2 separate regions of the Mus musculus genome follow, and region 1 is linked to region 2. A link is a contact called in public Micro-C data. All regions are on one chromosome and are shown on one strand. The core of a region is the stretch at or near the end of the contact, and the rest is flanking DNA. Distances in the headings are between cores, read along the strand shown.

The links. A called contact is a pair of places that touch in the nucleus more often than the background predicts.
Region 1: a contact with region 2 is called in a Micro-C map of granulosa cells, with 4 times the contacts expected there. The contact joins two enhancer-like sites. A contact is called at or near these places in 1 of 484 Hi-C or Micro-C datasets (granulosa cells), 2 of 115 datasets of contacts at active chromatin or transcription factors (effector CD8 T cells and memory CD8 T cells) and 1 of 9 other capture datasets (liver).

What each region holds. Positions count from the first base shown.
Region 1 is chr10:41,892,461-41,899,221 of GRCm38.p6, reverse strand. Sesn1 (sestrin 1) reads right to left here. Exons shown (of 10, transcript NM_001162908.1): 2 at 5,115-5,180; 3 at 4,202-4,402; 4 at 3,017-3,199; 5 at 797-1,039. Among named protein-coding and RNA genes, the nearest start is that of Gm33058, 63 kb to the left of the region's middle. Within about 2 kb of position 5,166, at least 118 of the 459 cell types and tissues checked have an H3K27ac peak or open chromatin away from gene starts, as enhancers often do. A contact at or near this core is called in granulosa cells, where this site is marked.
Region 2 is chr10:41,579,489-41,585,690 of GRCm38.p6, reverse strand. Ccdc162 (coiled-coil domain containing 162) reads left to right here. Exons shown (of 48, transcript NM_001358562.1): 34 at 4,300-4,532; 35 at 5,328-5,466. Among named protein-coding and RNA genes, the nearest start is that of 5730435O14Rik, 15 kb to the right of the region's middle. Within about 2 kb of position 2,485, at least 77 of the 459 cell types and tissues checked have an H3K27ac peak or open chromatin away from gene starts, as enhancers often do. A contact at or near this core is called in granulosa cells, where this site is marked.

The DNA.
Region 1 (6,761 bases), core at 3,917-6,416, 310 kb before region 2:
GACCAAGGAAGCTTATAGCACAATGCATTTAACTGGGAATTTGCATATAGGTTCAGAGGGTTAGTCCATTATCATCACGGTGGGGACATGTAGGTAGGCAGGCTGAGAACTTATATCTCAATCCAGAAGCAGCAGGCAGAGAGAGATGCTGGGAATGGCGTGGGCTTCTGACACCTCAAAGTGCATCCTCAGTAACACACTTCCTGCCAACAATTTCACAGCTCCTAGTCCTTCCCAAACAGTGCCACCAACTAGGAACCAGACAGTCAAATATATGAGCCTATGGAGGCCATTCTCGTTCAAAATATCAGTGTTTTAACAAATGTACACTCAGCTGTTATCACCAGATTCTATATTTGTTCAAAATTAAACATAAAAAATAAGGGAAAAATTAGAATATCAAAGTTGACTTAATTTTCTAAAAGGCAAACAATTAGAAATCCAGCCTTTTGCTAAAGACGAGGAAGAGGAGGAAGAAGAAAAACAACATCACTGCTGTGGGCAGGAAGCCTCCTCTATCAGGGTCACTAGTTTAAGCCTTCCCTTATCAGAGCTGTGGACACTTGGTCCTGTTTGGCTCTCAGACCTGGAATGATATGAATGGAGCCTCTGAGAAGGGCCCACAGTTCTGTACATTTCTTAGCATCTAGACTAGTGATGGGCATTGGAGGTAGAAATAAATTCAAAAGCAAGATCTAACATCTCTGTAGACTTGACAGGGTTTCTAGCAGGCTAGACGAAACATGGCAGTTGTAGTAACTAGTCTTACTAGTCTCACAACAATCCAGACACTCACCGAAGCATTTCCTGCTGAGTTGACTTGCATCTCATCCACACTGTGATTGCCATTTGTAATGTCACAGATGCAGTAGTTACTAACAGAAGGCGGTCTGAAGGTGTGGCCACCATCGCAATGAATCTCTGGACTAATTCCACAGCCAAATGTGAAGGAGGCAAGAGAGTGGTAGTGTGTGAGCAGAACCACGGCATGGACCAGCTCGGCGAGAGACCAGCTGTGCTCCTCTGCTTTCAGAAGGCCCTGTGGGCGACAGGGAGGGTTAATCTGAGATGTGCTGGTTAAAAACACAGCTCATTTCAGTAGTTTAAAAAGGACTGAAAACAGGACTAGACATCATACAAAGCCAGGTTAAGATTACAATTTAAAAGACATAAAACCTATAACTAGTTAAATTTTATTAAAAATATATCTAGAAATATAGGCTTAACTTCTATTAATGTATTATCATTTTGAATCTCAAATAATTGATTTAAAAATGTAAGCGAATTCTACTTTGCTTGCAATCATTTGCTGTGTTTCAGATATTGGACAATGGATGAGTCACTCTTATCAGTGGAAATGTAGTGAGTTTATGTTAAAGTGAACACCAGTGCTGCAAATGTCTGTTTTTGATTTATTAGGCCTCTTAAAGGACTTTTAAAGACAATAGCTTGAGCAATTTCATTCTAAGATTCTTAAGTCCTTGATTTTGTGTTAAAGAGTGATGCATAAATCCTACAATTTGTCAGATTCTGTGTCTCAGGTGCTTATATTATTTATCTATTCTATAATCATGTGTTTTTCCTTGACAATCTAATAAGTACTATATTAATCATACCCAAATTTTACACCTTCTTGACAATTTCTTCTATAATGTAATGGTGTTTAAAATGTTCCATAACATGGATGGACAAGACCAAAAAAAAAAAAAATCTATTCTAAGTGTTTCTGTTACATGGTACACATTTGCAGAGAGTTTTTTGTTTTTTGTTTCTTTTTTGAACTGTAGAGCCAGAAGGAACTAGTTTAAGATGTCACTACAAATTAAGATGAAGAGATGGCACTTCACGCCTATAAGAAGAGCTGAACCCTGAGACACTGAGTACAGGGACAGACACAGGACAGCAGGACACATCATAGGGACCTCACTTGGGAAGACAGTTGCTGTCTAGCATAGCACACACCTAGTTATTTACCCAAATAAGCTGAGAACTTTTGTCTACTTTTGTAACATTTACATATGAGTTAAACATCTTTATACATAACTGGTCAAAGTTGGTACTAATCAGGAGGCCCCTTAAGTAAATGAATGGGAGTGTCATTGAGCAATAAAAATAAATGATCTATGAAGTCATTAAAAAATAAGAAGCAGATGAGGTAGCTCAGATATGTAATTCTAGCATTCGAGAGGGCGAGGCAGGAGATCAAAAGTTCAAGGCCAGTCTTGACTATATAGCAAGTTCCAAGCCAGCCTTGACAGAGTAAGACTCTGAAAACAAACAAAAAATACATAGAGCACAGGACCTCCTCTGAAAACAAAAATACATAAATAAAAATAAATACCTTCATATACATATTGCTAAATGAAAGTCAGCCTGCAGGGCTCTGTACTATACAATGATACACTCTAGATATAATTAGAAACCAGCAGTTGTGGGGGCTCAAGAGAAAGCACAACACAGTGAATACTTTAGTATTTTGCACTGTACAGTAATAATAACATGTCATGTACTTACAAAGAGCACTATGGACTTTAGTCAACAGCAGTGTCATCAACATTGGCTCATTACTTTTAAGTACATGGACCACACAAAGTCCAGATGATAACAGCACAAAGATGTGTGTCTGGGGATTTTCTGTGTGACTTCCCTTTTTTTTCTGCCTTCCCTCCTTCCTCTTCCTTTTGATTTTTTGAGACTCAGGCCATCCAAGGCCAGCTTCAAACCTGCTATGCAGCTGATGGTAACCCTGAACCTTGGATCCCCTCTTCCTCCTTCCTTTTTCCCATCCATCCACACATCCATCCATCCACTGATCCAGCCACCCATCTCCCAGTGCAGGGATTATAGGTTTATTCCAACAAACCCAGTCTCTGCAGCAGAGGACAGAGCAGGGCTTTGGGCATGCTAGTCTGCACCAGCTGAGCTGTACCCCAGCCCTCTATCCAGTTCTCTTACAGACCCGGAACTGTCACTTTAAAGTGACAATTTTAAAAACTGTGACACTGAACATACATACCTCGATATGTTCTTTGGTAATCAGCCAAGGCCTATGGGCTAACACTTTGTTAAGTTCTCCTAAGTTCTGCAGTTTTTGAGGAGCATTCTCTAAACCATTGAGCCACTTGGGGTCCCCACCAACATGAAGAAAGTCACTGACATGCAGATTCACCAGGTAGGAACACTGATGCCTCGCTGCCGCCTTTCACAGAAAATACAAAGGCAGAGTGGTTATGTTAAAAGTGTCAACTATTACGAACCTGTTTACAACAAACAAAATAGATTGTTTAGTTATTCAGTTTACGTTTTCCAGACTACAAAAATACAGATCTTATTTAGAAATTTTAAAAATCCAATATAAAACAAGAAACATTTCAGAAATATTTCAGAAACAAAATATTTCTTAAAAAATAAACTTTAGAAATGTTACCTCTATGTCAGCTTTCAGAAGACCCTCAGACTAAGAAGTAGTTTCAATTAAGCAGGTACGTCAGCATAAATTATTCATATTTGGGTGGTAGAGGCAGGAAGACCAGAAACTCATGGTCACCCACAGATATGTAACAAGTCTGAAGCCAGGCTAGGCTACACACAACTTCTGCTGGGGAAGGAGAGAGAATACTGGGAGGGAGGGAGGAAGGGAGGGAGGGACGGAGGGAGAGAGGGAGGGAGGGAGGGAGGGAGGGAGGGAGAGAGGGAGGGAGGGAGGGAGGGAGGGAGGGAGGGAGGGAGGGAGGGAGGATCTCTTTCTTACATCTTATGTTCCATTTTAACTGCTAAGACAAGAGTGACTCTGGTGCAGCCAGCACGCAGGCTCAGTGGGGAAACTGACAACCAGAGTCTAAGCCCAAAGTGAAGGAGAGAACCAACTCCTTCAAGTTGTCTCTGAAGCATGCGAGAGCGCATGCACACACACACACACACACACACACACACACACACACACACACACAGAGTACATTTTAAAAAAATGGTTCTTAATATTGTATAAAACTACTCGTAGTGGTTTTTTTTTGGTTATACTTGAAAACATACTTATTTAAAGTCAGGAAAAAATAGAAACTATCTGATTATATGCTATTACAAGTCAGAATATGATTACAAGTCAGACAATAAGTAATATATTTATCCTATGTCAAAAGCATTAATCCTCTTAAATTAAAAAAAAAAAAAAGAAAGAAATTTTCATTGGATTTTTACAAACCATGATTCCAATGTAGTGCCGATAATGGAGGGGTAATGGCCCATCCATTTGTAGTAGGTAGTGTTGAGTCTTTAAGAAACTTTCTAAATATTGTGGATGGAAAACCATCACTAATGTGATGTTATCCAGACGACCCAAAGCAGCAAAGGAGTCTGCAAATAACGCATGCATCTGTGCGTCTTCACTGCCCACCTGCAGCATCTGTGGGAAGGAGAGGAGAGCCACAGTTGCACACACTATAAACCGGTTAAAGAGAACAGGAATGTGGTGCACCGATCTATTTACAAGTAGATTACAGTTTCCTGAGAGGACTTGTGATTTAAACTTGTAGCTGAAGAATAGTCCCATTATATGGTGGGAGATAAACAACAAAGGCTGAACTGAACTTTAGATAAAGGGTCTAGATAAGCTGCAGAGTTGACAAGAATCCAGACGAAGAAGCAGACTGTTAAATACCCAGATTTTGCAAGCAGACATTAAAACCTTTCCTTACAACACTATTCTCATTTAATGAGAAGAGAATCACAATTAATAGCAAAAACTTATGACAATAAAGCATAGCTGCTTCTACATATGTGGAATTAAAGGTCTGGTGCAGTGCTCTCACCAGTCAGATGGAGCACCTCTGCTTCCAAGCAAGGTCTAAACATATGCAGGTGGAGGGAGGGAGTCAACAACAAGGCTCAGTTTTACTTGATTAAGTACAGGTGCTTAAAATGCATCATGAAATCCTAGAAATCAATATGACCCTGACAGCTTTCTAATCCCATGACCTCACTGCCAAAGCATGACTAACTCTGAATAACTGTGTAAAACATGCTGTTGACCAGCAATCATTCAGATGCCAGATGTGGGCCATGAAAATGTTTCCTTAAAAGCAGGCAGTTCACTGTGTACTTTCAAAACAGCATACCTCCTTCTCTGGGATGAACCTGCTTGGTCCGTGTCCTAGTGGCCGAGGGATTCTGATTCCAAGTTCCTAGAAAAGAAAATTACACCATCTCAGATCTCCAGCAGTAAACAGCACAGACTGAGGCTAAAGGAGCAAGAGGAAAAGCAGCCAGCCTTGCTAGTCATTTGTTCTCACAGCTATATATACACACCAGTTCCTCTATTTGCATCACACAGCTAACACCTTCTAATATGACTGTCTAAAAACAATAAAACCTGTTTCACTAAAACCAGAGTTTTGCATAAAGCTCTTGGCAGAGAGTCTGGAACAGAAAGTTCAGCACACAGTGGCCAAACCCGTGGGCTGTCAGTGATACAAAACAAGACCAGTGTGTGTGTGTGTGTGTGTGTGTGTGTGTCTAACTCAACAAAAGCATCACTCCTTGTCAGGAAATAAAAACAACAATATCTCTATATAGACATCTTAAGACATCATTACTGTATTAATAAAACACGTCAAGGCAAGCAGTGGCATGTGACAAGTGAAAAGGCAGCTGAATCCACAGTCAGGACTCCAGTGGGGCATGCTCTCTGTGGTTAAGTGAGAACACTTCAGGAAAACCAAGTTTGGGCCTGTTTACAATCTTGCTAACATTCTGCCTTTTGACACAATCTAGAATTCTTTCTCTTATACTGACAGAGCAGCACATTAGCAGGAACAGAAAGCCTACTGTTAGGACTTCCTCCCCTATACAATGCTCTTGACATAATATCAAAATAACCATAATAAAACTTTTGAGGGCAATCAATCCATTATCGCTTTAAGCTGTAAAATAAAGTAAATACAACTGAAGATCCTTATTATTTATAAAATTGTTACATACAAATACTAGTTTTTTGTTTAAAAGAGGAAGACTATTGGCATGGATACAGAACTGTAGCCAAGAGTAAAACATTATAAAAACAGATATTCCCAACTCCTGTTCTGTGTGTGTGCACTATGTGTCTGTATGTATGCCTCTGTGTGTGTGTGTGTGTGTGTTTGTGAGAATATGGGAGAGCATGTACTGTGTAGCTCATGTGGAAGTCAGAAGACAACAGTCTCTTCTTTTTGCATTGTGTGTGCCAGGCTAGCTGGCTCTTGGACTTCTGGGGGCTTCTCTTTCTCCCTTCCATGTTCCTGTAGGCCTATGGGATTATTTGTTTGTGCTATGCATTCAGGTTTTACATGGGTTCCCAGGATTTGAACTTAGGTCCTCATACTTGTGTGGTGAGTGGTTTTACCCACTGAGCTATCTCCCCAACTTAGCTGCTTTGCTTTTAAGAAAAAACTGGGAGGGAACAGAGTGAATCCAAGAAGTTTGTTCTGAGCAAATGAAAATCTTTTGAATACAATACATTTTTTAAATCTCACACAGGGCTAGGAATGTAGCTTAGTTGGTAGAGTGCTTATTTAGTGTACAGCTGTAATCCCAGCACTTGGGATGTGGAGGCAGGAGGATCATAAGTTCAAAGATATCCTCAGCCACGTAGCAAGTTCTGACCCCCACCCCCCACTCTCACCCCTGAAACAGCAAGCAGGATAAGAGAATCTTTATTGGCAGAATCCAAAGTAGACTACTTGCCAACTGAATCCATGATATATCAATTTCATTGTATATATTAAGTA
Region 2 (6,202 bases), core at 1,236-3,735:
CGGCTTAGTAGACTGTTTCCCAGTGTACCACCCTCTGAGTATCCCAGAACAAAATCACAATAGCCATTTGGCAGGGCTGAGATGCAGTCTTAAGAGTAGTTTCAATTTGCATTTCCCTGATAGCCAAAGATACCAAATACCTTTAACTGGACTTACTGACCATTTGTATTTATTTCTTCTTGGGGAATTCTTTGGTGTTGCTAACCTTGGCCTTTTTTTTGACTGGGTTGTTTTCTTAATTTGTTTGTTTTTCTTTTATACTTTATTTTCTTTTGTGTGTGTGTGTGTGTGTCCTTTTTCTGCATCTGTGAAGGTGCCCACAGAGGTTAGAAGACAGTGTCACATCTCTTGCAGTTGGAGCCGCAGGTTGTTGTGAGCCACCCTATCTGGGTGCTGGGAACCAAACTCGCTCGGGTCCTCCGTAGGAGGAGCAGCATATCAACAGTAAGTCATCCCTCCATCCCCAGGACACTGCTTTAAAAGTGAGCTAGATTATGTCACAGCTGTCCTTAGAGCCTCTCAATGCTTTCAAATACTCAGGACAGAGCCCAAAGGTCTAACAGACTTTGCTCTCAGCCCTTCTATCTCAGCCTCTTTCCTTTCCACACATTCATATTCATACACACACACACACACACACACACACACACACACATTCATACAGACACACACACATTCATACAGACACACACATTCATACATACACACACACACACACACACACACACACACACACATTCATGCATTTAGAATGACAGATGATCACTGGTCTTCTAGAACAGGTGACTTAGAAGGAAGCAGCTCAGCTCAGGTAAGGTCTATGCAGCCAATCAGCTGGGCCCTCAGACACACGCTCTGCCATTTGGCTATGTGAACAGACCGTCTCCTTGGCCTTTCTAAGGTAAACACACAAGAGAATAGGAACAAGCAAAGCAAAACCACACTCCTATTCTGAAGAAGGAAGAGGTAGAGATTTCCCAATAGAGTTCCCTTAAGTTTTCTTGGCTAAAACTGATTCACAGGTCTATTTCAGGTCAGGCAGTAGGGGCAGGAAGGGCGTAGACATGTCATCTAAATTAATGCAGCTTAATTGGATGCTTCACCCTGAGGGATCATTGGCAAAGTTAGGTGTGCATCAAATGGCACCAAGGCCAGGAAGTCTTCTGGGCCCCTGGGCTGTCAGTTGCTGGTCTCTGGCCTTGTTCTGGGTGAGCTGCCCCCTGCCTTGCTTCACCCCTTACTTGCCGCCTACAAGCATTTTACAAAAGGATCTATTTGATTTTGTACATATGACTTTTGCCTACGTGTGTGCACGTGGACCATATGTGTGCCTGGTGCCCAGAGTGGCCAGGAGAGGACATCAGATCCCCTGGACCTGGAGTTACAGACAGCTATAAGCTGCTGTGTGGGTGCTGGGAGCTTAATCCTGGTCCTTTGCAAGAGCAGGCAGTGTTCCTAACTCCTGAGTCATCTCTCTAGTTCCCTCTGCATTATCCTTTATCCTGTCTACTAGCCCACTTTCTGTCTTTTAAAGTGTTTTGATATAAGGCGGAGAGATGGCTCAGTAGCTAAGAACACGTGCTGCCCTTCTAGAGGACCCACGTCAGGAAGCTCACAACTGTCTGTAACCCAGCACCTCTGGCCTCCACACAGACACATAATTAAAAATAAAAACAAATCTTCTTCCTCCCTTTGGTTTTTCAAGACAGGGTTTCTATGCTTAGCCCTCACCATACTGGATTAGTGCATAAACTATTCAGTTAGTGAAAGCGTGAAACTCAGGCTGAAGTGCCAGGGCTTCCTAATGGCCATTCTAACTGCACAGAAATTCATCGAGGTGCACAGACTTTGAGCCTGGCTAATATTGGTGTGTGAATTTTTTTTTTAATTTCCAAGTTTTCCTTTTAAATAAAGCTTATAAAAATAAAATATGTAGACGTGGCTACCTTTAATACCAGATTAAGAAGGAAATCCGAGTCAATGCTTTTTACCTTAGTTGGTTTTACTTTGTGGGTGTGTGCTGCTGAGGGTGGTAAGACGCACGTGAGCTGCATCTGCTAGCCCTTGGGATCTCGTTTCATCTAGGCATATTTAGCTATTTATAGGGAGCAGAAGACACTAGAGTCTGCACTGCCTGTGAGCCAAGCCAGTGTCCATGGCAGCCATGCTTCATGTACCATGACCTCGGGGCCATGGTCTCCTAAAATATAAGGGGAGAGATTGACCCAGAGTCTTTGCAATTGCAGCCCAGGAAGGCTCAAGTTTCCTCTAAGACAGTGGGGACCAATCATATATTTTGCAGGTTGCCTGTTCTATGCCACTGTTCTTGGCTTTGATTGTTCAGACTTCATTTGATAAAAGGGTTCTGATTAAAAAAGGGAAAAGAAAAAGACATCTGGAAGTCCACAGGCTAAGATTGCCAAGAAGGCTGCACGGCTGAGGGGCTGTAGCTGTCTGTGGCTGACTCGTGCTTCCCTGACTCTCTCTGACCAACCCTTTCTTTGTCTGGCAGACAGGCCCTCCTTTAGCTGTGTGAATAACACGGATGTAGGGTCCAATTACACCAGGTTGCTCTTCCAGTTTCCAGTCGGGAAAGCTGAGTGTCTAAGGTTCTGCAGCCTGAGTGCTCAAGGCCACAGAGTTTGTCATCTGGCTTGTAGAAAAAGGAGACACAGCCAGAAAGCAGCTGCACTCACCCCCATCCCCTCCCCCAGCTGAACTCACCCCATCCTCCCCCGCCCCCCCCAGCTGAACTCACCCCCATCCTCCCCCTGCCCCCTCCTCTGCCCCAGCTGAACTCACCCCCATCCCCCCTCGCAGCCCCCCCCAGGTGAACTCACCCCCTCACCCTCACCCCCTCCCTGTGTCTTTTGAGCTCTGGGTGGCCCAGGACTTCCTAGCACTCACAAATGCTGTTTTCTTCACAAGCACTAGGACAAATACTTAAGGAGAGCATCAGTGAGCAAATAAACAAATTCTAATTTTAAAACTGCAGGCTGAGGCAGGAGGACTGGCACATTTGCAACCAGTCTGAGTTACAAAGGGAGCGCCAGAACATTCGGGGCTACCGAGACCCTGTCTCAAGGAATTAATTGAAGTAAATGTGAGCAGTGAATAGTAAATTCAAAATAAAGGTTCTCCATGCTACTTCTAAAGGATAGAGATCTGATTCCCTGAACTGGAGTTATAAGCAGTTGTCAGCCAGGCAGGTAAAACCGAGTTCTGCTTTCTGATTCATAAGATGGGTAAACTCTACTCTCCAAAGAAAAGTTACCTTACAGCTCCACCATAGACTAGAGGGTAGGGACGACTTCAGTCTCAAGTATGTTTAACGTCTTTCTTTTCTCTGTTTCTGTCTCTCTGTCTCTCTGTTTCTGTCTCTCTGTCTCTCTGTCTCTCTCTCTCTTACACACACACACCATTTTAACGATTTATTATTTTATTTTATGTGTTTGAGTGTTTATCTGCATGGTTGTATGTACCTGGTGGCCAGGGAAGTCACTCCCTGGAACTGGAGTTACAATGGTCTCATGAGCTGTCTTGTGGGTGCTGGGGACCAGAGCCAGGTCTTCTATGAAAGCAACACGTGCTCTTGGCCACTGAACTACCTACCCTCCCTTTTTTTTTAAAGATTTATTTTTATTTATATGTGTGTGTATGTGGGGGGGGGGTGCCACCTTATGTTCAGGGGTGGTCAGTTATGGTGGTCAGGAGAGGGTGGCAGATCCACTGAGCTGGAGTTAGAAGAAGTTGCCAGCCATCTGACAGGAGTGCTGGGAATTGAACCCAGGTCCTCTGGAAGAGCAACTCTTCACTGCTGAACTGTCTTTCCAGTATCAGCTATGCACTTTCTCTATTTTCTTCCTTGCCTCCCTCCCTATCTTTTTTTTTTTTTCCTTAAGAAATATTCTGGGTTTTGGAAGGTAGAGATTCAAAGCCAAGTGTGGCGTCTCACACTTGTAATCCTAACACTTAGGAGATGGAAGATGGACCTCAAGTGTTCAGGGTTGTCCTTGGCTATGGAATTAGTTGGAGGCCAGCTACATCAGACCTTGTCTTCAAAAGCTAAAAATAAAATATAAAGACCAATGGTTCAAATCGCACATAGGAAGCTGAGACAGCTGTTTCTACCCTGTCTGGTCAGCAAGGATATTCAGCCATTTGGGTTGTTTTATTTTTTCCTACAAATGGTGCAGGCCAGAAAATAGTTTCTCCTGGATGTCATTTTGCATGGGCTACATATAAAAACTTATCCCATCTTGAGCCACAATTGATAAAGGATTTCTGTCATATTTTCAGCCAGACTGGTCCAAACTGCCAGGACTCTACCCAAATCAATTGGAAAGTCACCCAAAGGCCTCTGCTTTGCTGGAGGGCCAATGTGATGTAGTGATGTCCCTGTCTCTGCTGAAATCCTTCCTCATCTTGTGGAAGCGTCTGGAAGTGCTGAAGGAACACTGGGGCCGATTCAAGCTTCGAGGGCAGGACATCAACTCTGCCTTGCTGCATAGACAGTTCTCAGAGCTCTACGAGTGAGTAACTGCTGGGATGGAATTCCACATCAGTGGGTAGAGCCTAGGGTTCCAGGGTCCTCCCCTTTCACTGAGAGAGATTCCATTTTAGGACTCTGGTGACAGCTAGCTCAATTGGTCAGATGACAGAAACTTTCGCCACAACAGTGCTTTGAGGAAAAGCTATTCCCTGTTAGCTGTGGGAAGAGCTAGGCTCCACTGAATTGTCCTGTTTACCACAAATCCCCCAGAGTCTGTTGCTTGGAACCTACACTTACCAAGTTACTTGATAGTGATTGTGAGCTTTTTAGCTCACAGGATGCCTGCTCTACAGTTGGGGTCACCCCCAACCCCACTGCTGAGCCTCAATGCTTGAGGTGTTACAGCCAGAGGGTGACATGGCACACATGACTTAAGGGCCTTACATCCACAGGGTGGCATCTAGGAGGACTTAGCTGACAGGAAAGGCATATTGCTCTTCCCATTTGCCTGTTCCAGCTGGGGCCCACTCCGGAGACCTCAACGACCTTGGCTTTGACACATTCAGAATTGCCTGTCCCGGAAGTTACTGAGGCCAGGTTCTCTGTTAACTACAAAATGAGAAGAGTTGCCAACAACTTGAAGCACAAAGACAAAAGTTATATGTACTCAACAGAAAAAGGCCTCAGGATTTAATATTGACCAAAGGAGTGGCGTTTTAATTGTTGGTGTGTCTATAAAGGGTTTGGATGACAGGAAACCGAAAATGACTGACAGAGAATCTGAATGAGAAGAAAATATGTTTATTCCCTGATTTCTGTCTCTTTTCTTGGATAGAGCTGAGATTCTCTACCCCAGCATGAAAGCTCTAGCCAGGCAGATGGGCAAAGAAGATGAATTTGAAGAACTTATGCTAAGAAGCCAATCTATCCTTCCCCCAAAGGGAGCCTCAGAAATTGAAATAAAAACTCAGCAGGTACAGGGCTCTCTTCAGTCTGCCTTGTGACACTGGCATGGAAAACTGCAGTAAACACAAAAGGTGTTTTCTTCAAGGTGGGGTGGAGGAGGGGGGTTCTTAAAGGTATATGGGGCTTGAGTTATGGGGGAACTGCCCTGAACTTCTCCATTCTGCAAGTCTAGAGTCTTCCTGTTTTCATTCTCCTCAAACTGATAGATACGCTGCATTATAAGGAACACAACAAACCATATAACTAATAATATCTAAAATATAAAATCCAACCTGTGCCCATCCACCGGAAAGCGAAATACTGAACATAGCATTTTGAAGAGGCTTTTCCCAGAAAAAGAAAGTATAGTTTCACACTGGCTTGGGTGTGCTGAGTAATATTCGCTCATCATTGCTCAGCTTGATCATGGGACCCAGGGCCTCTGGCTTCCCAGCATAGAAGCCACTGAACAATGGGAAATGTCTGTGTTAGTGCCATATGTGCCTCAGGGGTCCAAGAACATTGCTTATGCTCCTGAGCCTGTTCTTCTGGCCACCTCTGCTCCTCCCACAAGCATCATGGGTGGAGCAAGGCTTGTAGCTGTTGAAGCAGCATCTCTTGTTATGTGTCAGCTTTTAAGTCTTCTCATGAGATCATCCTTGGTGTGTAAATTGGCTTTCAGACTTATTAAAGTAACAGCTTATGAGATTCCTGGTATCATTTAGAGATCACCAAAAGGCATGAGGTCACTTGGGACATGGAATA